2 separate regions of the Drosophila melanogaster genome follow, and region 1 is linked to region 2. A link is a contact called in public Hi-C data. All regions are on one chromosome and are shown on one strand. Each heading gives the region's core, a stretch centred on a gene start, on an enhancer-like site or on the middle of the called end of the contact. The rest is flanking DNA. Distances are from core to core; before and after follow the strand shown. Region 1 overlaps SKIP (Shal K[+] channel interacting protein). Region 2 overlaps SKIP (Shal K[+] channel interacting protein).

Evidence for each region. A called contact is a pair of places that touch in the nucleus more often than the background predicts.
Region 1: a Hi-C map of the OSC cell line shows a contact between it and region 2, with 2.8 times the contacts expected there. The contact joins two enhancer-like sites. A contact is called at or near these places in 6 of 107 Hi-C or Micro-C datasets (the OSC cell line, the PNm cell line, central nervous system and 3 more).

What each region holds. Positions count from the first base shown.
Region 1 is chr3R:22,258,065-22,261,658 of dm6, forward strand. The region is part of intron 4 of SKIP (Shal K[+] channel interacting protein); the gene reads left to right. Among named protein-coding and RNA genes, the nearest start is that of mir-1010, 33 kb to the right of the region's middle. Within about 2 kb of position 2,192, at least 18 of the 39 cell types and tissues checked have an H3K27ac peak or open chromatin away from gene starts, as enhancers often do. A contact at or near this core is called in embryo and larval brain, where this site is marked.
Region 2 is chr3R:22,157,311-22,160,849 of dm6, forward strand. All of the region lies in intron 3 of SKIP (Shal K[+] channel interacting protein), which reads left to right. Among named protein-coding and RNA genes, the nearest start is that of SKIP, 25 kb to the left of the region's middle. Within about 2 kb of position 1,676, at least 17 of the 39 cell types and tissues checked have an H3K27ac peak or open chromatin away from gene starts, as enhancers often do. A contact at or near this core is called in embryo and larval brain, where this site is marked.

The DNA.
Region 1 (3,594 bases), core at 942-3,441, 100 kb after region 2:
ATTGCAAATGTACATTTTCCAGGCGGCGATTCTGATTTGCTTGTTTTTCATTTAACACGCAAATATTTTGTGGCATGCAAACGATTTTGTTTCATAATTTTAAGCAAATATGAGTTTCAGTGGCACGGGAAATTGACAAGAAACACAAGAAGAGTTAATTATAAAAGTGATATTTATTATTTATCGGCTACAGATAAAGCCAATTACGACTGGCAGATTTATGCGGCATATGATTGGAAAATACGAATTTATTGACCAATTTTTAATTGGAGATTTTGGGCTTAAAAGGAGATCTCGCAAGCTATCAATAGTGATTAAGAAAAGAAAAGAAAGCAGCATAGATAATAAGTCAGCCTTAAATTATCGGAGATATTCAATTTACTAATTTCCTCTTGTTTTCTTCTCGTTTTAGGTAAGTGTCTGAAGCCTGCATCATGTCCTGAAATTTCAATCGATGTTCCATCAATGTTTCCTTGCTCTCTTTTGTGCACATCATCCGTTCAGAGTTTGACATTCCTTCATTCAATCATTATTTCATTACCCGCATTCATTGTATCAGATTTTCATAATTTCCATCGTTTTTAATGTAGTTTAGAATTGTGTCCATTCCCACTAACAATCCTCACCGGAAACGTAAACTTTATGTATGTATGTGCTACGCTCTGTGTTTATTGTAAGTCTGTGTGATTGTCGTTACAAATTGTGGTAAATATTTAAACATTTTCATTATCATTTCGCAGACAAGCGCTGGAAATCTGTCAGAGATTTGCCAAACCGCCAAAAACAATTTGTGTGCCTAATTAAAAATTTAAATTACATCAAATAGAAGAAGGAAAGGCTGGTGGGACTCAACAATTTGTGCGTGTGACAAATTTGCTGGCGAACGAAGGCCGCGCCAAAGTTGCAGCCATTATGACATGCATTATGGTTAGAATTTTGGGTGAGGCAGTGGGGAGGGGTCTTATTCCGGAAGGACGTAGAAGGAGGGACGAGGCAATATGCCACATGCTGCTGCCACACTAATTTGTGCGTTGTGCCAACTTGGGTGCGAAAAACACAGAGAGCGACGCCGCCAAAAACTTTTGCCCAGTCGCAGGAAGGTCCTTGCCACGCCCATACCCATACCCATAGCCATGTCCACGCCCACATTCCTGCTCCGGCCGCCTCGTTGAGTGCAGAAATTAATTGCATTAGAAAAGTTGCCCCAAACTGGGGACGAGAAAGAGTCGGTGAGCTGCACATGTGCCCCATGTACCCCGGGTAGCAAGTTGCGCTTATTTAAGTTTAGAAATGCCTTGGCAAAGTTGCCACCTCCCTCGGCCGGTTCCTTCTGAAATTTTGCCGAACAAACGTTTGTCAGCAAACTTAATTTCTGAACTTTTGCGAAGGCAAATGGCAGCCAATCCCCAATTTTGCCCCAGCCCACAATTCGGTGCTTACAAAATGCTCGTCACCAACTTGAGCTGCGCTTTTTCAACGTCTTACCCAACGAGTTCCCAGTTCGAAGTGCCCCCTGTGCAGGCGAAGGATGTTTGTGCATATTTTAAAGGCGAAACTTGCCAGACGCACATTTTACATAAATGTTGCACTTAAATGCACATTTTGTCATAATGTTGCCCTGTCCCCTGTTCCCACCGTTGGGACCAGAAGTGCTTTCAAGGGGTTTCGATCCACTAGCAGAAAAAAAAAACTTGAAGTATAAACGAAAAATGAAAATAACTAAAAAGAACATGAAAATTCCCTGCCTTTAAGCTGCCTTGGAACTTGGAACTTGGCAACAAAATTAAGATACTTGTCTGGCCGGGCAAGTCTATAACAATTTTCAATAAATAACATTTTGTTTATTCTTGCCTGCAAAAATATTTCTCTCAAGGGTTAAAAGAAAACTTTGTAACTGGAGGGCGAGAGCACTTTGTGCAGTGAAATGGAAATGAAAACTGTTGCCAAATGAAGGTAATGCCAGGGGTTTTTTTTTTTTTTTTTTTTGTTCTTTATATCCTTTTCTGAGTGCGTATGTGTCTGCGTTTTCATGTGTCGCTTGTTAGTGCAATTGCGATTGCGATAGCTATTGCAATTGAAGAGAGAAACAAACGAGCCATTGCATCTGTCCCAGTTCTCCCTCCTTTGCCAAGTCACTTTGTATTGAAATTAGACACATTTCCGTTCAATGGAAAATGCCAACGGCTGCTGGCAACCCCTCATGCCTTTCCGTTTGTCACCCTCTTTTTGTTGAGCATTGATATGCTTGCAAGTACAGAGGTGGTCAGAATAATAGCAATAAAGGCTGAAACCACAAATATATTAAGTAATATAGTGTTGCAACAAATCCGGGCATTATTACATTTTATTAAGATTTGATTGCACTATCAAAAAAGTTTGATTTGTAGAGCGCTATTTTTGCGACCCCAACGGTTTGTGCAGTCTTATGCACTTGGCTGCAACTGCAAAGTATGCTATAGATTTTTGCTCGAGCGCCTCGCACATCCTGAGGTAACTGTAACGGCAACGGTAACGGGTGTGTAACGAGTGGGTGGTTGGGCGGCTAGCGGTGCGTGTTATGAATGCTGGGAGAGCGTCGAGAGCGGGAGGTGAGCGGCAGCTGTCTGTCTGTCTGGCGACACTCGTTGACATTGGGGGCGACAATGCGTCAAGGCGGGCCACCCATCCCCGCCCCTCTTTGGCTCACTAATTTGCATATTTATGCAATTATACGCTACCTTTTGTACCCAGCCAACGTTTTTGTACGTACATCAACCCTTTTTCGGGACCCGAACGCGAACCCAACCTCAACAGTTGGTCGCTGGCCGGGGAAAACAGTCGCTGGATAAAATACGGAGGCAGTTGGAGTGGAAGCGGCACAGGCACAGGCACAGCATGTCACTTGTCACGCCAAACACGAACACGTTAAATGTCAACAATGAAGTGACGCAGCACGGCAACAGGGGGTTAAGGCGAGGGGCGGTGGGTGCAGGGTGCTGGGTGTTGGGTGGTGCGCCAAGGGTGAAGGTGGGTGGCTGGCCCAGTAGTTGGGTGGATGAGCGGTCATTGTCCCCTTGCGCGCCTACCAACTGAGACAACATCCGCAGCGGTTCGGATTTCACTAGCACTGAGGAAAATAAAAATATAATAAAAAATATATTTTTTAGAGAATGAATGAATATACATAGATGGTAGATGGCATTGGCTGGGCTTGGCAAAGCTTGCAATGAAGTGGGATCATACATGCTATGAATAGCTACCATTTGAATCAGATTTTCTCCCAGTGCAGCACCCTTCAATCCCTTATCCCTAGCCGCCCCGCCAACGCCCCTTGTCTCCTGACATTTGACACTGTCACAGCGTTTAGTGATTTATTTGATGGTGACATGCGTCGCTGTTGTTACCGTTCTGTAAAACTGGAAATGGGAAAAGGGAAATACATATTTCGGAACGTAGCAAACATTTTTGCTTAATTTTTGTTATTTCTATTTGCTCTTTGGATCGGGTTAGATGGAAGATGGTGCGCCGCCGCTCCGCTTCTATTAAATGCAAATGAAGTTATGAAAATTGCTCAGCAGCCCTCAAACCGCAGCATTGTTGCCGCGTGCCAACCAA
Region 2 (3,539 bases), core at 426-2,925:
TCAATAAATAATACAACGAAATCGAGGGTGGGCGAAAAATGGCAGTGGAAGGAAGTCCTTGGCAGTGGGCGTTGATCTCAATGGCTAAGTCATAAAAGCTGAATATGCAGCGCATGAATCATGGCCTATAATAAAATTAACTGATTGTTAAGGGGAAATAAAAAATTTAACTCAACAAGGACCATCAAACTTAAATGGAAGAGGATACATATATAGTTTTAAAAACTTAAGAGCCGTGATTACAAACGTTTTCTGAGAGATAAAAAAAAGAGGTATAGCTGCGATGCTGAATAGAATATTGCTCAAATCCCTTGCTGCAGATAAAGTGTGCTGGCCATTAAAAAAATAATTATGATAGTTATTTTCTAATTACTCGTTATTCCGCAATTACGTAGGCAATAATATAAATATTTAATGGCGGCCCGCCCTCAAGAGCATTCAGCGTTTTTACCACCATATCTTCTGACCCTCCTTTCCCGCTCCTAATATGCAGCATAAAGTCGTAACTTAATTTACTGCTGAGGAAGGAACAACTACTGCTGTGAACGGGAAAAGCGCTGGGCAAGGCTAAAAGTGTAATAAGGAAAAGTCTTTTACTAATTGAGGCCAAAGAAGCAGCGGCACAAATTATGAGCACGAAAAGAAAATAATAATTTTATTTTACAGCATTTTTTTTTTTGTGCTTTGTTTTTGCTGTTGCTATTTGCTCCTTAATAGCCGTCAAGATTCTGGGAAAGAAATAAAGCAAACGGCGCAAGGCACACAGAAGGGCCAAAGATGAACCCTTTTCTCAGGCTCCCCAAATGTGCGCAAGCGTTGAGCTGTGAAAAGGCACAACAGCAACGCCGCAGCAGCAGCAACACTGCAACAGCAACAAGAAGTGGCAGCAGCGCAGCAACAGCGACGCGAGGCAGCCAAGTGAAGTGGCGTGTGGCGTCATCAGGTTGCAGATGCTGCTGCTCCCTGGCTGCCTGCAAAAAATGCGTTCTACTTAATGTTGCATGCATTTATAGCAAATATTTCTCATGCCCCACGCCTTGGACGGCCCACAATTGCTAATGATGCAGGAGCAGTTCAGCAGAAGGAGCAACTCAAGGATCTGCACCAGAACAAAAATTGCGTAATAAAGCGAACGAAAGAGAATATCAGTCTTTTGTTAAAAATGATTGTTACCAAAAAAAGATGCATGCATCTTATTAAGTATCGAACTTCAAATAGTATATATTTTGAAATCGAATTTTGCAAGACAGATGTGTACTGAATGCATAAATGAAACCATTTTTTCTCTGAGTGTAACCTTCGCTGGGTGCCACATCGCATAGAGGTCCCATTCCCAGCTGCTGCCGCTCCTGCCAGTGCAACTTAGTTGGCGCTCTTGTCATTAAGCAGCGCAGCATTTACAGTTCTTGCCCGCTGGCTCCACTGAGCTTGGCTTACTGCTTTTCGATTTAACTGCTGATAGCTTTTGAAGTTAGAGTAAGTTACGTAGTGCACTTGGCGCACACTTATCTATCATTATCATCAGTAACACACACACACACACACACATACGCACATCGTGGCAACTTTTCTATTACGCTGCAAACTGCACTTATCGTCATCATCAGCAGCGGCAGCAGCAGCCGTAGAAGCAGCAGCATCTGCAACAGCAGGCACACCAGCAACATCTCTACTTCAAGTGCAGCAGCAGCAGCAAGTCGATGATGACGATGCATCCGAGGAAGGAAGCGAGGAAGCACTGGGCCGGGTAACGTCCACTCTAATCACTATATGCATCAGGCTTGATGGCATTAGTTGGACTGCTGGGAGCTGGAAACTGTGAGTTGGGAACTGGGAGCTGAAGCTGCCACCGCTGGATGGATGCCACTTGAGTTGTTGCCATCTCAGCTCTCAGCTGACGCCGACAATGATGACGATGAGTGCGGACTGTTTGGCAGCTGTTGATTCCCGCTCCCGCTGAGCTAAGGGGCAGTGCGTTTCGGCGATGTAAGTCCAGATTTGTTGGTTTGCAGATTGTTGATCAGTCAGAGGATCGAAATATGTAGCAAGTAACCGAACAATATTGATTATCCGCAAATGAACTTTATTATTTATATCTCAGCCAAATAGATAAACCAGAGCAATTTGGATGAGGAATTTACGGCAAAGAAAACAATAATAATACATCATTAATTTATACTATCAGCACTTAAACTGCACTGTTAATATTGAAGGTTTCTTTTTACAGAGTTGTTTACTTATAATTAGAGTGAGATATTTTTCCATCGCCCAGCTTCGTTGCCACAGTCTTTTAACGTTCGCGGAAAACTGTATCTAACCATCTCGTTTGCCCTATCTTTTTCTCACTCCCCAGCCTGCGGCCTAATTTTGTATAATTTTTTTCTGTTTTCTTTTTGTTGTATTATGAATTTGCTGGAAAATTGCAATTTTATGTGCAATTTCTTGTGGCCCTCTTCCTGCAATACGCCCTGCTCCTTTGCTCAGACCCGCTGGCTTACATTTATTAGAATAATTTAATTGCTTATTAAATCATCTTTGCCTTCATGACTCCTTTTTTCTCTCTTATTTTTTATTCGTTCTAGGTGAGTTTGTTGATCTACTGCGGGGCCTTTGGACTAATTAGTTTTGCTGTTGTTGCGGCGTTCGCTGATGCTGCTGCAGTTTGCTGCAACTGCAGCTGATATTACTGGTGCATTGGCCGGTGCAACTTTATTAACTGCTCGAGGTTTCAATCTGCGGCTGTCAAATTAAATGAAATTTACACTTTACCGTTAAATTGCCAGGTACGTTAGAAAATTGCCCAGCCAGGTTCATAAATTTTTACACGGAGCCTTTTGTGTACATTTTTAAGTTGATGCGGGCCAACAAAAAGGCGACTGCACGTACCCTCTCAGCATTTCCCCCACATTTTGCATTTTGCCCCACAGTAACAGCATCCGATTTTGACACAATTTTGCAGTTGAGCGGCATAAAAAATAAATATAGTTATAGAGCATGAAGGGTTTGGAGACCGGCGAATGGGATTCTCCCGCCTGCTATGTATTATGCATTTGGCATTTCGTCATCCATCCTTTATGCCACTGAAATTCCAGCTGCATGCCTCAATGCACTTTGCGCTGGAATATAGAAATTCCACTATTTGGTTTCTATTGCTCTGCTTGTTTGTTACCCCTTTCATGCAACTGGTTTTAGTGTGCATCGAAAAGGAGAGGTACAAAAAAATAATGCTTACAGCAAATATAAACATGCAAAAAAGTTGAACAAACTCTGCTTGCATTTTGTTTTTTTTCTTTCTGTTTTTTTTTTTTTTTGTCGAGTTTTAGCCTTCAGGGCGGAGGTTTGAGTCCGTTCGAAAAACAGAAATGAAGGAATACAACAAATAATGCAAGCGGGCCGATTTTTGTTGTTGCACATAGAAAGCATAATGCAGCGTTGAGAGTCGCCTGGGATTAGTCGTTTTGGGGGATACACTTTCACTTCACGAGCAAATTGATGAACTGAAAGTTTAATTTAGACTTTCGTGTTTGTTTTGGGTGAAT